Regions from separate parts of the Mus musculus genome. Here region 2 is linked to region 1. Evidence: chromatin contacts called from public promoter capture Hi-C data. All regions are on one chromosome and are shown on one strand. The core of a region is the stretch at or near the end of the contact, and the rest is flanking DNA. Distances in the headings are between cores, read along the strand shown. Region 1 holds the start of 4933417D19Rik (RIKEN cDNA 4933417D19 gene). Region 2 holds the start of 4732419C18Rik (RIKEN cDNA 4732419C18 gene).

The links. Promoter capture Hi-C pulls out the DNA fragments that hold promoters and counts their contacts.
Region 2: a promoter capture Hi-C map of liver shows a contact between it and region 1, with 2.2 times the contacts expected there. The contact joins the promoter of 4732419C18Rik here to the promoter of 4933417D19Rik in region 1.

Annotation. Positions count from the first base shown.
Region 1 is chr8:123,231,658-123,238,837 of GRCm38.p6, reverse strand. It overlaps 4933417D19Rik (RIKEN cDNA 4933417D19 gene), which reads right to left and starts at 3,747. Exons shown (of 3, transcript NR_045849.1): 1 at 3,285-3,747. Spata2l (spermatogenesis associated 2-like) reads left to right here and starts at 2,580. Exons shown (of 3, transcript NM_030176.3): 1 at 2,580-2,688; 2 at 2,989-3,320; 3 at 4,593-6,583. The coding sequence starts at 3,018. The coding sequence ends at 5,570. Cdk10 (cyclin-dependent kinase 10) reads right to left here. Exons shown (of 13, transcript NM_194446.2): 13 at 6,582-7,180. The coding sequence ends at 7,107.
Region 2 is chr8:123,750,274-123,757,453 of GRCm38.p6, reverse strand. It overlaps 4732419C18Rik (RIKEN cDNA 4732419C18 gene), which reads left to right and starts at 3,226. Exons shown (of 3, transcript NR_166622.1): 1 at 3,226-3,396.

The sequences.
Region 1 (7,180 bases), core at 2,498-4,997:
CAGGAAAAAAAGGAAATGCAAGTCGAAGCTGGGAGTGTGGTTCAGTGAGTAGTGCTCCTGCCTATCCATACAAGACGCCCCAGGGTAGAGCCCCAGCCCACCATAAAACAGAATGTGGGGCTGGGGAGATGGCTCAGCAGTTAAGAGCATCGACTGCTCTGCCAGAGTCATGAGTTCAAATCCCAGCAACCACATGGTGGCTCACAACCATCTGTAACGAGATCAGATACCCGCTTCTGGTGTGTCTGAAGACAGCTACAGGGTACTTACATATAAATAAATAGTAATAATAAATCCATTTAAAAAAAAACAGAATGTGGTGGGCTAACCTGGCTGCATGAGCTCCTGTCTCCAAAAAAAGAAAAAAGAAAGTTAAAGCAATAACAACTACACACACATTGGGTTGAGGAAAACATTTGGAAACTGCAATGCTGCATGTGATGGAGCTGGGAAGACACAACTGTGGATGGACTGAGTAGAAAGCAGCTTACAATTGCATAAACTAGCAAGCGTTTGTTGAAAGGACCCTGATATAGCTGTCTCTTGTGAGACTAGTCCGGGGTCTAGCAAAAACATAAGTGGATGCTCACAGTCAGCTATTGGATGGAACACAGGGACCCCAGTGGAGGAGCTAGATAAAGTATTCAAGGAGCTAAAGAGATCTGCAACCCTGTAGGTGCAACAACATTATGAACTAACCAGTACCCCGGAGCTTGTGTCTCTAGCTGCATATGAATCAGAAGATGGCCTAGTCGGCCATCACTGGAAAGAGAGGCCCATTGGACACAAAAACTTTATATGCCCCAGTACAGGGGAACGCCAGGGCCAAAAAGTGGAATGGGTGGGTAGGGGAGTGGGGGGGAGGGTATGGGAGACTTTTGGGCTAGCATTGGAAATGTAATTGAGGAAAATACGGAATAAAAAACAATTAAAAAAAAAAAAAAGAAAGCAGCTTACAGTCCCAGGCAAGATGAGTTTGAATGGCCTCACTAGTGCCAATCTGCCCTGCTGAAACTAAGGTGTGTGGAGGATGTACAGAGTACACATTGTGTGCCCTGAGATAGCAAGAAAAGTAAGTAGCAATGGCAGGTGGCTCTTTGTGAGTTCTAGGCCAGCCTGGTCTACAAAGATACTTGTAAGACAGCTAGGGCCACACACACACACACACACACACAGAGAGAGAGGTTGGAGGAAGAACATCAATATCGTTAGTTCAAGGCTCATCCCAATCCAGAATAATTTACAAGTTACAAATAGAAGAAAAGAACACTTTTGCAGGTGAACATTAGCTTCGACGTTAGTGTAACATAATTTTTTGCAATGCTAGAGACTGAACCTGGGGACCTTACACAAAGCAAGCAATTGTTCTACCTCAGGGTCACACCCCTGCCCCCAAGGCCTCTTCCTTTTTCTGTTAATCCCCTTGTTCTGCCGCAGGCGGGATCCAGGCTTGTCTTGAAACAAGGCAAGCATGGAATCTTTATGATTTGTCAGAAGTTAAACTATGTCACTGTGAGTTGAAGCAACCTCGAAAGCCAACCAAGGTTCCCCTTTGGATTGGTGAGCTCACAACAAAAGACCTCTATGTTCAGTGATAGCCAGCAGGGCACCTGGGGACTGTGGCCTGCTTAGTTACACGATCTGAAGTCCTTTGACTGTGAGAAATTCAAGAAGACAGATACCTCCCCTATGCCAGGTTCTATTTGATCAAACTTGGCCTAGGCTTGGTGAGCTGGAGAGATCGAGGGTGCAGGCTGCCCAGAAGTGGATGAAGCAAAAGCTACTGCTTACACGAAGCTTAGGGTTTAAGATTAAGGAGAAGGTGCCTTCGGTCCTGAGTGAGTTGCCTAAGACCACAGCAAGTTGAGGTTAACAGTTTCCCTGAGGTCACCCAGACCAATTCTTGGATTTCAGGATCCCGGTCAGTTTTGAAGGTCTGTAGGTCACACACTTAAGGAACACCTTGTCCTGGAGGGTGAATACATTCATCCTGCCTCAAATACTCCCTAACCGACTTTCTCAGGGACTAAGAAATGAAGTGCCAGAGACCAGGAAACAAAGCCTGCAGAGGCAGTCCGAAGGACCTCCCGTTCTATTATTTATAATTATTTTGTTTGCATGCATGTGCATCAAAAACACCAGATGCAGGGGCCAGAAGTGGATGTTGGGAACTGGAGTTAAAGACAAAAAAATGAGCTGCCACGCAGGTGCTCATACCCACTGGGCAGTCCACCACCCCACCCGTTTTAAATTGTACTTAAATACGTGTGTTTGACCTCCTTTGGTCCATGATCTGCCAAGACAGGCCCCGCCTAGCCGGTATTTGGCTATTCTGTGGGTTGGCTTGAGGAGCCAAAGTCCAGCCTGGTTCAGACCGGTTCCGCTAGGCACATCTTGGCGACCAGTGATCATACACCCACTGTGTACTCCCACTCAGACTAGCTGAAAGACTAACTAGTGAATCTGAGAGAACTTCAAAAGGTGAGCTGCAGGGGAGGGCCACGCCCAGCTTCGCCCAGGCCACGCCTACACCTCCACCCTCCTACTTAGCCGAAAGGGCGGCACCCGACTCCAGCCTCGCCCACCAACGTCACGACCAAGGCCAAGGGGCGGGCTTGACTTTCTGCGGAAGAGCGAGGAGAGACCCAGGCCCAAGCGGAGCTCTCTGGAATAGCTGGCGACTAGCAGGTAGCACCGCCGCCCACGGGGACCGTCAGTGGGAGAGGGGCTCTGGCTGCAAGAGGTTCAGCTAGTGGGAGCGGAGCTGTTGATACGAGGACGCTCAGCAAGCGGGGCTGAAGGTGTCCTGGGGAGGGGAGGCTACAAATACTGTGGTCACTGAGCTGTCAGCGTCCACGTCTCAGGGACCATAGATTCCGAGAGTTGGCTAAGCTGCCAAGGTCCCTATTTCCAGGTTGGAGGGAGCCCTGGGCTTGCTGGGTGCGGGGTTGAGAGTCGCACACACAGCTGAGATGACATGGTCTCTAGTTTGACACCTCATCCCGGACCTGATCAGGATGGGCAGCAGCTCACTGTCCGAGGACTATCGCCAGTGCCTGGAGCGCGAGCTGCGGCGCGGCCGCGCGGGCGTTTGCGGCGACCCCTCGCTGCGCGCGGTGCTCTGGCAGATTCTGGTGGAAGACTTTGACCTGCACGGGGCGCTACAGGACGATGCGCTAGCCCTGTTCACTGATGGCCTGTGGGGGCGGGCTGACCTGGCACCGGCCCTCCAAGATCTGGCCCGCGCCTTTGAGCTCCTAGAGCTGGCCGCTGTGCACCTGTACCTGCTGCCCTGGAGAAAGGAGTTCACCACTATCAAGGTATGGCATCAGTGGTGCTCCTTCACTCCCGTCCTTGTCCAGGCTGTTTGAGGGCTGCAGATCCTCTTCAGGGGAGGGTTCTGCGTTGAGGGCTCGTGGGCGTGTTGGGATGCATGCCTACCAGTCATTCACCTAGAACTTATATGGCTGTCCTCAAAGTAGTCTCACTGCCCTAGTTGCCATGGAAATTCTAGGGTAGACGTGGGTGGGTGAGGGAGGTACTTGATGTCCTATGGTCATCCTAACTCCTCTAAGATGTGGACTGGTCCCCATCTGTAAAAGGAGGCTGCTAAGACTGGGAAGAGAACAGCAGATCAGAACAGCAGGGATCTTATTCCTGCCTGGGTCCAGGTTAGGCGGCCAGGTCCAGGGCTGGCCTAGTCCTTAGGTCAGATGGCAGACCACTTAGAGGGGGTAGGGCCGCTCTGAGCTAATTTTGAGTGGGAAGGCAATGACGTCAGAATGCACGTGGGCGAGGTAAACCTCCACCGGTTGTCATGGTAACGTCTCCCCCTCCACACCCCACCAGCCTGCTGCTCCACGGGAATACCTGAGATCTCAGGACTTTCATTCAGTTCTGTCAAGCTAGAAGCCCACCCATCCGCCCCAGAGGACAGAGGCAGCCAGGCGTGGCCTTCACACTGAATAGTTCAGAAATAGTGTTGGGGTGGAGCTGGCAAGGATAGAGCCTCCTAGCTGTGTGGTTTTAGGGAAAAGCCCCTTTTCTCTTAAGTCGAGGTGCAACGCCCTAAGGAGGGTGTTCTGGCCAGTGCTCCTTGTGTGTAGACATCCTCTCCCTAAGGGTGCTATGCACAGAAGTGCTCCAAGGAAGCCTAGAGCTGTTGTAGACGGTCACACTTAGAAAGACCCAAGCTTAAACCCTGGAGCTTTGATTCCATTGGTAGCTTGGATCTAGAAAGCACATTGGACTTTCTGGAATACTACAGTCGTGGGAGGCTACCTGCCAGCGAGGTACAGTGGAATATTCCTGTAGGCTGAGGCAGGAGGATGGTGAGTTTGGGGTCAAGCTGGGCTATACAACAAGGACCTTGTCTCGACCACAATGCTTGCTTAGCATACACAAGGGTTTAGGTTCTCCCTTGGAGGAAAACAATGTCTGACATCCAAGCTCACTCCAGACAGATAGAAACTGTATCAGGGGGTGGACAGGAGCTTCAGAAGTGCACCGAGGTCAAGGCAGGCTCAACCCACATAGGCTACATCTAGGAACCTTTATGGAAGTGCATGTCTGACCAGGACCCTTCCTTACAGACCTTCTCAGGGGGCTATGTGCATGTGCTGAAGGGTGTACTCTCTGAGGAGCTCCTGACTCGAAGCTTCCAGAAGATGGGCTACGTGCGCAGGGACAACCACCGCCTAATGGTGACCACCCCACCCCCTGCCTGCCAGCTGGTGCAGGTGGCCCTAGGTTGCTTTGCTCTTCGGTTGGAGTGTGAGATCCTAAGTGAGGTCCTGACTCAGCTGGGTACAAGCGTACTACCAGCCGAGGAGCTGCTCCGAGCTCGACGGGCTAGTGGGGATGTAGCCTCCTGTGTGGCCTGGCTGCAGCAACGCCTGGCCCAAGATGAGGAGCCACCACCTCTGCCCCCTCGGGGCACACCTGCCACTTATGGGGCCCCAGTGGACCTGTATCAGGACCTGCAGGAAGATGAGAGCTCAGAGGCCAGTCTGTATGGTGAGCCTTCCCCAGGGCTGGACTCGCCTCCTGTGGAGCTGGCTTACAGGCCACCACTCTGGGAGCAGAGTGCCAAACTATGGGGTTCTGGAGGTCAGCCCTGGGAACCGCCAGCTGATGATATGCATCGGGCCAGCAGCCCACCATATGGGGCTCTGGAAGAGGAGCTGGAGCCAGAACCCTCTGCTTTCTCCTTCCTTTCTCTGCGCCGTGAGCTGAGTCGCTCAGGAGACTTAGCTCCCCCTGAGTCCCCTTCAAGCCCCGGGCAAGCCAGCCCCCGACACAGGCAGGCAGAAGCAGCTGCATCCTCGGCCTATGGGCCTGCTGTTGAGCCTCTGAGCTACCAGGCACACAGCTGCTTGAGCCCTGGCAACCTACCCACCCTCTGCTGTGACACCTGCCGCCAGCTCCATGCTACCCACTGCACTGCCCTATCTGCCTGCCGCCCGACTCATTCACTGCGCATTCTTCTTGGTGACAACCAGAGACGCCTGTGGCTGCAACGAGCACAGGTGGATAACCTGCTCTATGACAGTCCTGGGGCCCATCCCTAGGCCCAGATGGACCCCAACAATTTTGGGGACAGTTTCCATGGTGCTTCTTTTGGAAAAGGACCTAGGCCACTGGCTACCCTGGCCCTCCTACTCCCCAGGGGCCATTCAGGACCTGCAGTTGAAAGAGGGTAGAGCCTTCGTGGAACGCTCTCACCTGGTGCAGTCTCAGCCCTGGTGCAGCAGGCCGAGCTCAATCAAAAAGATCCTTCCCTCTCATCCCTAGCCTCATGCCCAGATGTGCTGGGTAGAGAAGTCCAGGTTATCCTGTTACAGTACCCAAACTCAGAAAGACCCCACCCTATGAACTGCCTGAAGCTCCCTACCTGATCCCTGTGGAGTATGACTGAGGACATGTCCCTCTTTCCACGTGCTGAGAAACCCTCACCCAGGGGCTTGCAGGTGACACAGTTAAGATCCCCGAGTTAGATTTGGGCCACGTGGGAGGGTCTGAAAGAGCAGAGCTTACTTAGCTGTGAGGACCCCGGTTCACCTCTGCTGTTAGTGAGGCACACTCCCAGGCAGTGGGAGGAGCTGTCACTCCCACCCAGCAGGAGTGATTCTCTGCCATCAGCTACCTACCAGCCAGAAAGGAAGGGAGCATGTACAAGCCACTTCTCAGGCTATTGCCAAAAAGCAGCTCACCGCCCCACTCCACGTAGCTCATTCTGGGCATGCAGCTAACCAGGAAGAAGTTATACCCTCATCTCCCATGCGGGTAGACCAGGACCCCTCATTAGGGTCCCTAAACTGCCAATCCTCAGGATAGGGATAGTGAAGGGCTGGATTTTCATCAACCACTCGAAGGCCCAGGCACAGAGATCACCACTTTGCCACACTTCCTCTAGTGGCACCTCCTCAGCCAAGCCTGTCCCTGCTCCTCATGCAGGCCCTCAGAGGACACGGGTCCACCTCAGCCAAGCCTGTTCCTGCTCCTCATGCAGGGCCCTCGGAGGACACTGTCCATGTTGCATGGATCGAAACCCCACAGTACATTAAAGGATTGCCAAACTGTCTTCTGGAAAGGCTTTTTATCTCTCAGTCCACCAATCCTCTCCTTGGGCACCAGTGCCAGCCGCGTCCACCAAGGGCTTCCATTCTGACAGTCTTACAAGTATCCTACTCCAGTTAACCAACCCTTGCTCCCTCCTGCCCGGGGTCACTATAGCCCATCTGTCCTGGGCAGCTCCTAGTCTCCAAGAAGAGTTATCTCCCAGGCCTACTCATTCCAGGCTAGTGCCCAGCTCCAGTTCTCACACACACTGAATGGGACCTTTAGGCCTCTCAGCACTAGCTCTGTTCCCCCAGAAGCGGGCCTTCAATGATAGACAAGACAGGCCACCAGATGGTGCTACAACTGCCCAGTCTATCCTGGGTACCCCACTCAGCCACATCCCTGTCCACAAATCCCCTCTGCATCTGGACAGAGGGAAATATCAGGGAGGAGTCAGCCAACTGGAGGAGCCAAAGGCCTGCTGGGGCCTCCCAGTCGTCGGCTGATGATCCGTGAGGATGTGGAGGGGTGGGCTGGATCCAGGCTCAGGGCCGGCATCGTTTGCTCTGCCCTTCAGCGGCAGCTGGGGCAGCACGCTTATTGCGGTGGTGGGGGAAGG
Region 2 (7,180 bases), core at 1,977-4,476, 520 kb before region 1:
TGTAGGAACAGTATTCATACTTACTATAGAACTAAAACCACAAACCATCGGATTCACATTCTTTTAGGGCATGGGGTGGGGGGTGGGGGGAGGAGACAATGTCCTTCCAAGGATACAAAGTTGCAGCCAGGCTCCTTCCAAAGATACAAAGTTACAGCCAGGTGAGATGAGTCGACTTAGCTCAGCCCCGGGTCTGGAGTGAAAGGTAGGGCACTGTATAGAAAAGATCTACTGGATTGCAGGTGATTTTACCACACACAGATAAAGGAAGGTGACTGCAGGACAAGCTGCCTGGCCTGCCTCCAGCAGTAAGTTGCTTCACTGCACAAATGAAGGGAAGAATCAACAAACCAAACTGCCAGGCTGCACCCCTAAGAAGGAAAACAGGTATGCGCGCTCTCTCTCATTTTAGTGTGTGTGTGTGTGTGTGTGTGTGTGTGTTTGCCCTACCCCCCACCCCTGAGCGCACGAGTGTGCAGATCAGAGAACAGCCTACAGGAATTGGTTTTCTCCTTCCACCACGTGAGCCTTAGGAATAGGATTCGGGCACCTTTCCCTGTTGAACCATCTTGCTAACTGGGTATTAGAAAGCTTTAGATTAAATCTGTGGCAGTATAATGAATTCAGACAGACTACACGGTCAAAAAAATAAATAAATGTCAAAATGTAATTTTAAGAAGGGAAGCTGACCATAAACTGCTAACTGCAGTGTGAAGCCACTTACAGAGTTTTTAAAACTTCGCAGAGCAGCAGCTTACGGCTCTGAACACACAGAGCTAGCAGTGTTAAACCACCAAAAGCATGAGAACAATACTCAGACGTCGTCAGATTATTCAACCTTCCCGCCTGCTCTCTGAGCCGGCTCCCTTCTGATTCCCGTTGGCCGAGCCTAACCCGAGTGAGAGTCAGAGCCTGGCCAGGAAGCGTTGACTTGGGTGAGGGTCTGATCTCTCCTGCTGAAGTAGGGACAGCTCAATGAGCAGATCTTGGCTGAGACTGGTCAGGCAGGTCTAAGAGAGAGGCCTAGGCTCTCAGGTGACACAGTATGCCCCCTACTGCGGTGATCTGATTGTACCATCATGGCCACTGTACAGAAAGGGAGAAGATGGTCTGTGAACTTTAGAGAGAGATGAGCCTGCTATGAGAGCCTGCCTCTCAGTCAGATCCCAGGCAGGACTTGGAGAAGGTCAAACAAACCTTGGGAGCCTCTCTGGTCCTTCTTGTACCAGGTTACCTCCCAGGGACCTTGTTAAGAATCTAAAACAGTGGATCTCAACCTGTGGGTGGTGATCTCTTTTGCATATGAGTTATCCTGCGCGTCAGATATTGATTGACATTATGATTCATAACAATAGCAAAATTACAGTTATTAAGTAGCAACAAAGATAGTTTTATTGTTGGGGCTCACTACAACATATTAAAGAGTGGGTCCCAACATTAGGAAGGTTGAGAACCACTACTCTAGAACATAGAATGGTTCAGAACCAAGAGCTTACCTGCTATGGGAAATCCTGGAGATTCCAGGTCATGATTCCACCCACCCGCCTGCCTGGTTGTGGACTGAGTGGAGCCAGCCGGCCCTTGGGGAGGAGGCTGTGTACACCGTGGTGCTTCTTGTTCCTGCTTCTGGAGTCTCAGGAAAAGGGGAGCTTCCAGCTCCTTCCCCGAGTCTTTTTTTCCTTAGTGTTTTGTGTCCAGGTAGCTACCCACTTCAGACAGCTACTTTATCTACTTTTACCCCATTTATTTATTTTATGTATGTGAGTACATTGAATTTTAGGGCCTTTGCTCCCTCTCGTCGGGCCCCCACTCGCTCAAAGCCAGATTTATTTATTATTATAATGTACACTGTAGCTGACTTCAGACACACCAGAAGAGGGCGTCAGATCTCATTGTGGATGGTTGTGAGCCACCATGTGGTTGCCGGGATTTGAACTCAGGACCTTAGGAAGAACAGTCAGTGCTCTTAACCGCTGAGCTATCTCGCCAGCCCAACATGCCAGTTTGGATAAACATACCAAGGGGTTCATTCCAGGGTTCCTGTGGGAAAGGCTCTGAAACTTTGATCCGTGTCTCAGAACAAAAGGAGTCATGCAGAAGGTAAAGAGCTGCAGCAAGATCTATGGCAGAGGGCTGTCTCAAATGCTCATGGCCCTCCTGTGGCTAGACTCCATCGGGGAGCAAAGAGCAACCAGAACCTGTCCTTCAACCTCAGGAGCCACCACCTGCTGCTTCTTACAGTCCTCTTGGAGTGTAGATTATCTTTCTCAGCCCCCTCAGCCCACAAAGAACAGACCTACAGTAGGGGAGCACCTGACCTCTGAGTCACACACAGACTTAGAAAGACTCGGCTGGTTTCCCTGCCCCACTTTGTCTTTGGGGCTGGTGGAGGAGACCTGGGCCCCGGTCATGGTGATTCATTTTGAGCTCCTTACCGGGCAGAGTGGCTCTCACAGTGACACAGGCTACAGGGTTGGCTTGGGATGGGCTGCAGTAGAAGGCCCTGCAGCATCTCTTCCTCGTCCCGTGGTGACTTACTCTACTAAAATCTTCTCTGAGGGCAGGGCCCGACCTAATTGTAAGTTGTCATGGAAGCATGTCAAGAGGAAGAGGAACAATGATCTGGTCCAGGCAGATGTGATGCTGAGGGAGTCACTGACATCACAGCCAAGGACCCCAGAGGGCTGAAAGCCTCGGGCACACTCAGCTGTGTCTCACTCCGTGGGAAACATTCCGCCCAGAGAAGAGGGTGTGGCCTCAGGTCCCCAGAAGCCCTTACCTGTCTGTCAACAGCGTCTCATCATCATATCCTCTGTGGGGTGTTTCTCATTCATTCATTCATTCATTCATTCATTCATTCATTCATTCTTCAGCAAATGATTGCTGAGAGCCTACCGTGTGGTGGCTGTTTTGCTCCGAGAGTAGACACACCGTCTGTGGTGGATTTGTATTGACGGACACTGTGGTAAACTGAGGCTGCACAGGAAGCCAGGTGAGGAATCCTTTTCGGGAGCTGACGCATACACTGGTCTGCACTTGATACAGATCTACACAAGAGATGGCGCGAGCAAAACGCCTTGGGGAGGTGAGAGTCTCGGTGAGGTTGGAGGACTGACCCGGAAGCTGTGTGTCAAGAGGGTGAAGGGCAGAGGGCGGCTACACAGGCCTGAGCTGCGGCTCGGTCTTTAACCACAGTGTGAAATCACTGGTGGATTAGGAACAGGAGAGAGGCTGATTTGCATATTAAAAAGATTGCCCAGCTGCTGGGTGAAGACTGCCTTTTAAAGGCGCAAAAAATAGAAATAGGAAGACCAGCTAGGGAGGGAGCGGCTCAGCAACGCAGACAGGAAATAATCACTGTTATTATCTGCAGTCCTCCAGAGGAGCTCACAGCAGGTAGGAACGCCGCGTGCTCGTTTGCGGAGTGAATTTTCGGAGTGAAAGGTACAAAAGCCTTTTCTGCCGTTCTGTCTTTGAAACTTCAGAGCAGCGCTGGGATGGATTAGGGTCGTGTTCTTGGGCTAAAATGAGTCTCCAAGGCACTGGTCCTAGGTAAGGTAAGGCTCTGTTGGGAGCTGAGAGCTTGCTTTTACTCTAGGCCTCCTGACCTATCTGGGCTCTGTCCATTCCTGGAACCCCCCTAGGCAAAGTTTCCCAGGCCAGAAGGAAAGAGTGCAGTGACAGAACTAGGTAGTCAAGGCCCAGAGTCCTGCTGACCAGAGCCTAGGTGCTAAGTTCTCCTGGTGCTATGCCTGTGTATGGAGAACACAGTATGATGTGGTCTGGCTTCCAAGAGCCTAAAATCTAACCAGAAACAAATGGGAGCCTCAATAAATAATTTAAGAACGTCTTGAAAATTAAAAGGCACACACACAAATAACTCTAGGAGGAAGCCAGGGTTTTTCCTCGGGACAAATGGGCCTGAATACTATTTTGAAGGCTGTGTTTTCACTTGGACCTTGATGGTCCCTGGGGCAGTTGCTGGCCTGCTAACAAGGTCACCCATATCATTTGATCCACGCTATACTGAAGCAGTCCTTACCCGCTGCCCGGCAAAGTCCTTCCATACTTAGTGTCTAATACAATGGCTGCTTTGTTGACCCCATGAGTTCTGTGCCTCAGGAATTTGGAAGGTCGGGAGTGGGGATGGCTGGGCTCTGACTCAGCATCAGCATGTGAAGCCTCAGTTTTGAATGCCACTGGCTAGGTGCCAGGACCCGAGACCCTCTGACAACTACATGCCAGGCGATCAGGCTGGGGAGATGCCAAGGCTGAGCTGAACCAGCTGCTCTTCAGTGTGTTTCTGTGGGGTCTCTCCATGGCCTGGGGTCGCCTCACAGCATCGGAGCTCCAGGAAGTTTTGCCTCAACCACATGAATCAGAGCTACTGAGACAGCAGAAGCCACTTGGCTTTTAGGTCCCACCTGAAGGCATCTCTACCTGTCGCTGCTGCAGCACAGCATAGCACAGTACACACTGGTGTGTGTGCACCCACATCAGGTGGCTTCCAGGGCCCTGCCACACACTGGAAGGAACGTCAGTGTTCACAGTCTAGTGAAAACCATGGGAAGGTTTAATGAAACCAGGAAATAAAACCTATGTTGGATGAGATGGCTCAGCGGTTAAGAGCACTGACTGCTCTTCCGAAGGTCCTGAGTTCGAATCCCAGCAACCACATGGTGGCTCACAATCATCCGTAATGAGATCTGACGCCCTCTTCTGGTGTGTCTGAAGACAGCTACAGTGTACTTGCATATAATAAATAAATAAATCTTAAAAAAAAAAAAGAAAAAAGAAAAAAGGCTCGTGTTGGATAGTTTATAGCTCTAAACCAGGGCCAGCAGCAATGTCTTTTGACAAGAAATGAATTTGAGCACAGAATTGTGCTGTGACATAATCAATAAAATGTTAATTGTTTAGCCCAGGGACCAGAGCACAGAAGTATTTGCTATTACTTGGAGGGGACAATGTGAGCAAGGCTGTTGTGAAGACAAAGGATGACAGCAGTCGAGATGCCTGACCAAAGAGCATCTGCGCAGATGTTTTCCGGAAGGTTCATCTTGGTCAGGTTTCAAAGGAGGAAAGGAAAATATTTACTTTGCATGATACTGCTTTTAAATGGATCTCTTCTTATCAAGGCAAGCCCATCAAGCCTTATGTTCGGAAGTACTTAGTGAGAACTAATAGTCACTATGTGCTTGAGATAAAAATAGAAAGAGGGCGGGGAGGGAGAGAGAGAGAGAAAAGGAGGGAGTGGGGGAAGAGAGAGAGAACTCTGGAGGAAGTGCCCATGGGAGAAATACCCAGGAGAGTGCGCCTTGGTGTCAGTGTTCCTGTGGTCTCCAAGGCTATCCACCTTCACAACTGACAGCAAGTTTCAGAATGGGTGACAAAAGGAGTAAATTCCTCTCAGAGGGAAGACATGATGCACGTTCGTGTGTGTGCATGCATGTGGTGTTTGCGTGCATGTGTGTGCACACGTATGCATTTATTTCACGTGTGTACCTGCCTTAGGTTTCTAGTGCTGTGATAAAACACTGACCAAAATCAACTTGTGGAGGAAAGGATTTATTCATTCGGCGTACATGTCCCACCCAGGGCATAGTCCATCAGGAGATGCCAAGTCAAGAAGCACCTGGCGAGAAGGAAAGCACAGCCATGTAGGATGCTGCTTGCTGGCTTGCTTAGCTTCCTCACATCCCCCAGGACTCCTGCCGGGGGGGGGGGGGGTGGCACACCCACAGAGGCCTGCATTCCCACACCGATCATTGACTTTTTAAACTTGCCCTACACACTTGCCTACAGGCCATGCAGCGAGAGCTCCTTCTCAGCTGACGCTCCTCTTCCCGGAATATGCCTAGGTTTGAGTGACGTTTACAAAAATCAATTGGCACCAAAAGAAAGAACAGTCTTGGTTGATTTGAGCCCCTCCCATTGTTTTAAAACGGCCTTACGAGATGAAATTCGCCCACTATGAAGTCTACCTATCTAAAGTACAAACTCAGTGATGCTTGGTGTATTCACAGTGGTGTGACCACTAGTACATTCTAGATTAGATGCCCCAGACAAACTGGGTAGCTAGACAATCCAAATCAGTGAGTTCCAGGTTCAGCAAGATTCCCTGATTCAGTAAATGACAAGGATTGGGAAAGGCACTCAAGCTCAGTCTACAGCTTCCACACTCAGTGTACATGTTTGCCCTCATGTGCCTACACACATCTGAACATGTATGCATGCAACACACACACATATACCATACACATATATATCACACACACACACACACACACATGTCCATACACAGACCACATACACACACACATATACATGCACACACACACATACATATGTGCACACAGGCCATATGCACATACAAACACATATACAGACACACAGACACACACCACTCACACACATACAACATATATCACACACACATAATACATCCATATGCATTCATACATACACATATACCACAACACATATATACATACATACATACACATACCATACATACATACACACACACCACATACACATAGGCCACACACATACATACATGCACACACACATACATACATATATACACACACACTGCATGCACACAGACCACATACACATACAAACACGTATATAGACACACAGCACACACACACACCACACACATTCACACATCCATATGCATTCATACATACACATATACCACAATACATACATACATATATACATACAGCATACATACATACATACACATACATATACAAACCATACATACATAGACACACACACACACCAGTGCACACATAAACACACATGCACACATGGGTAGAATGCCCTACCTATGTAAGGAATCCAGTAGCCTGAGCAGCAGGAGTTCCCGAGCTGACTTGCACTTTTACCACAAAGCAGTGAGGATGCAATTTTCCCTACCATGACCAACCACACCCAGGCAGCTCTGCTGCTTCCCCCACCCCCTCCCTGTTAGGATGTTAGCTCTGTCCCTTGGCCTGGGACGACGAAACAGGAAGTTGTCCCTCTCTTCACCTTCCTGGATTTTCCTCACAGTTGCTGTGAAGACATTGAGCAACAGTTCCCACAGTGCTCAAAGGGTTTTCAATTCCTTGAATTTTGTCCTGTGCAATGTCTTCTTGTCGGGCCTACCCAGGGCATGTTTCTGGAA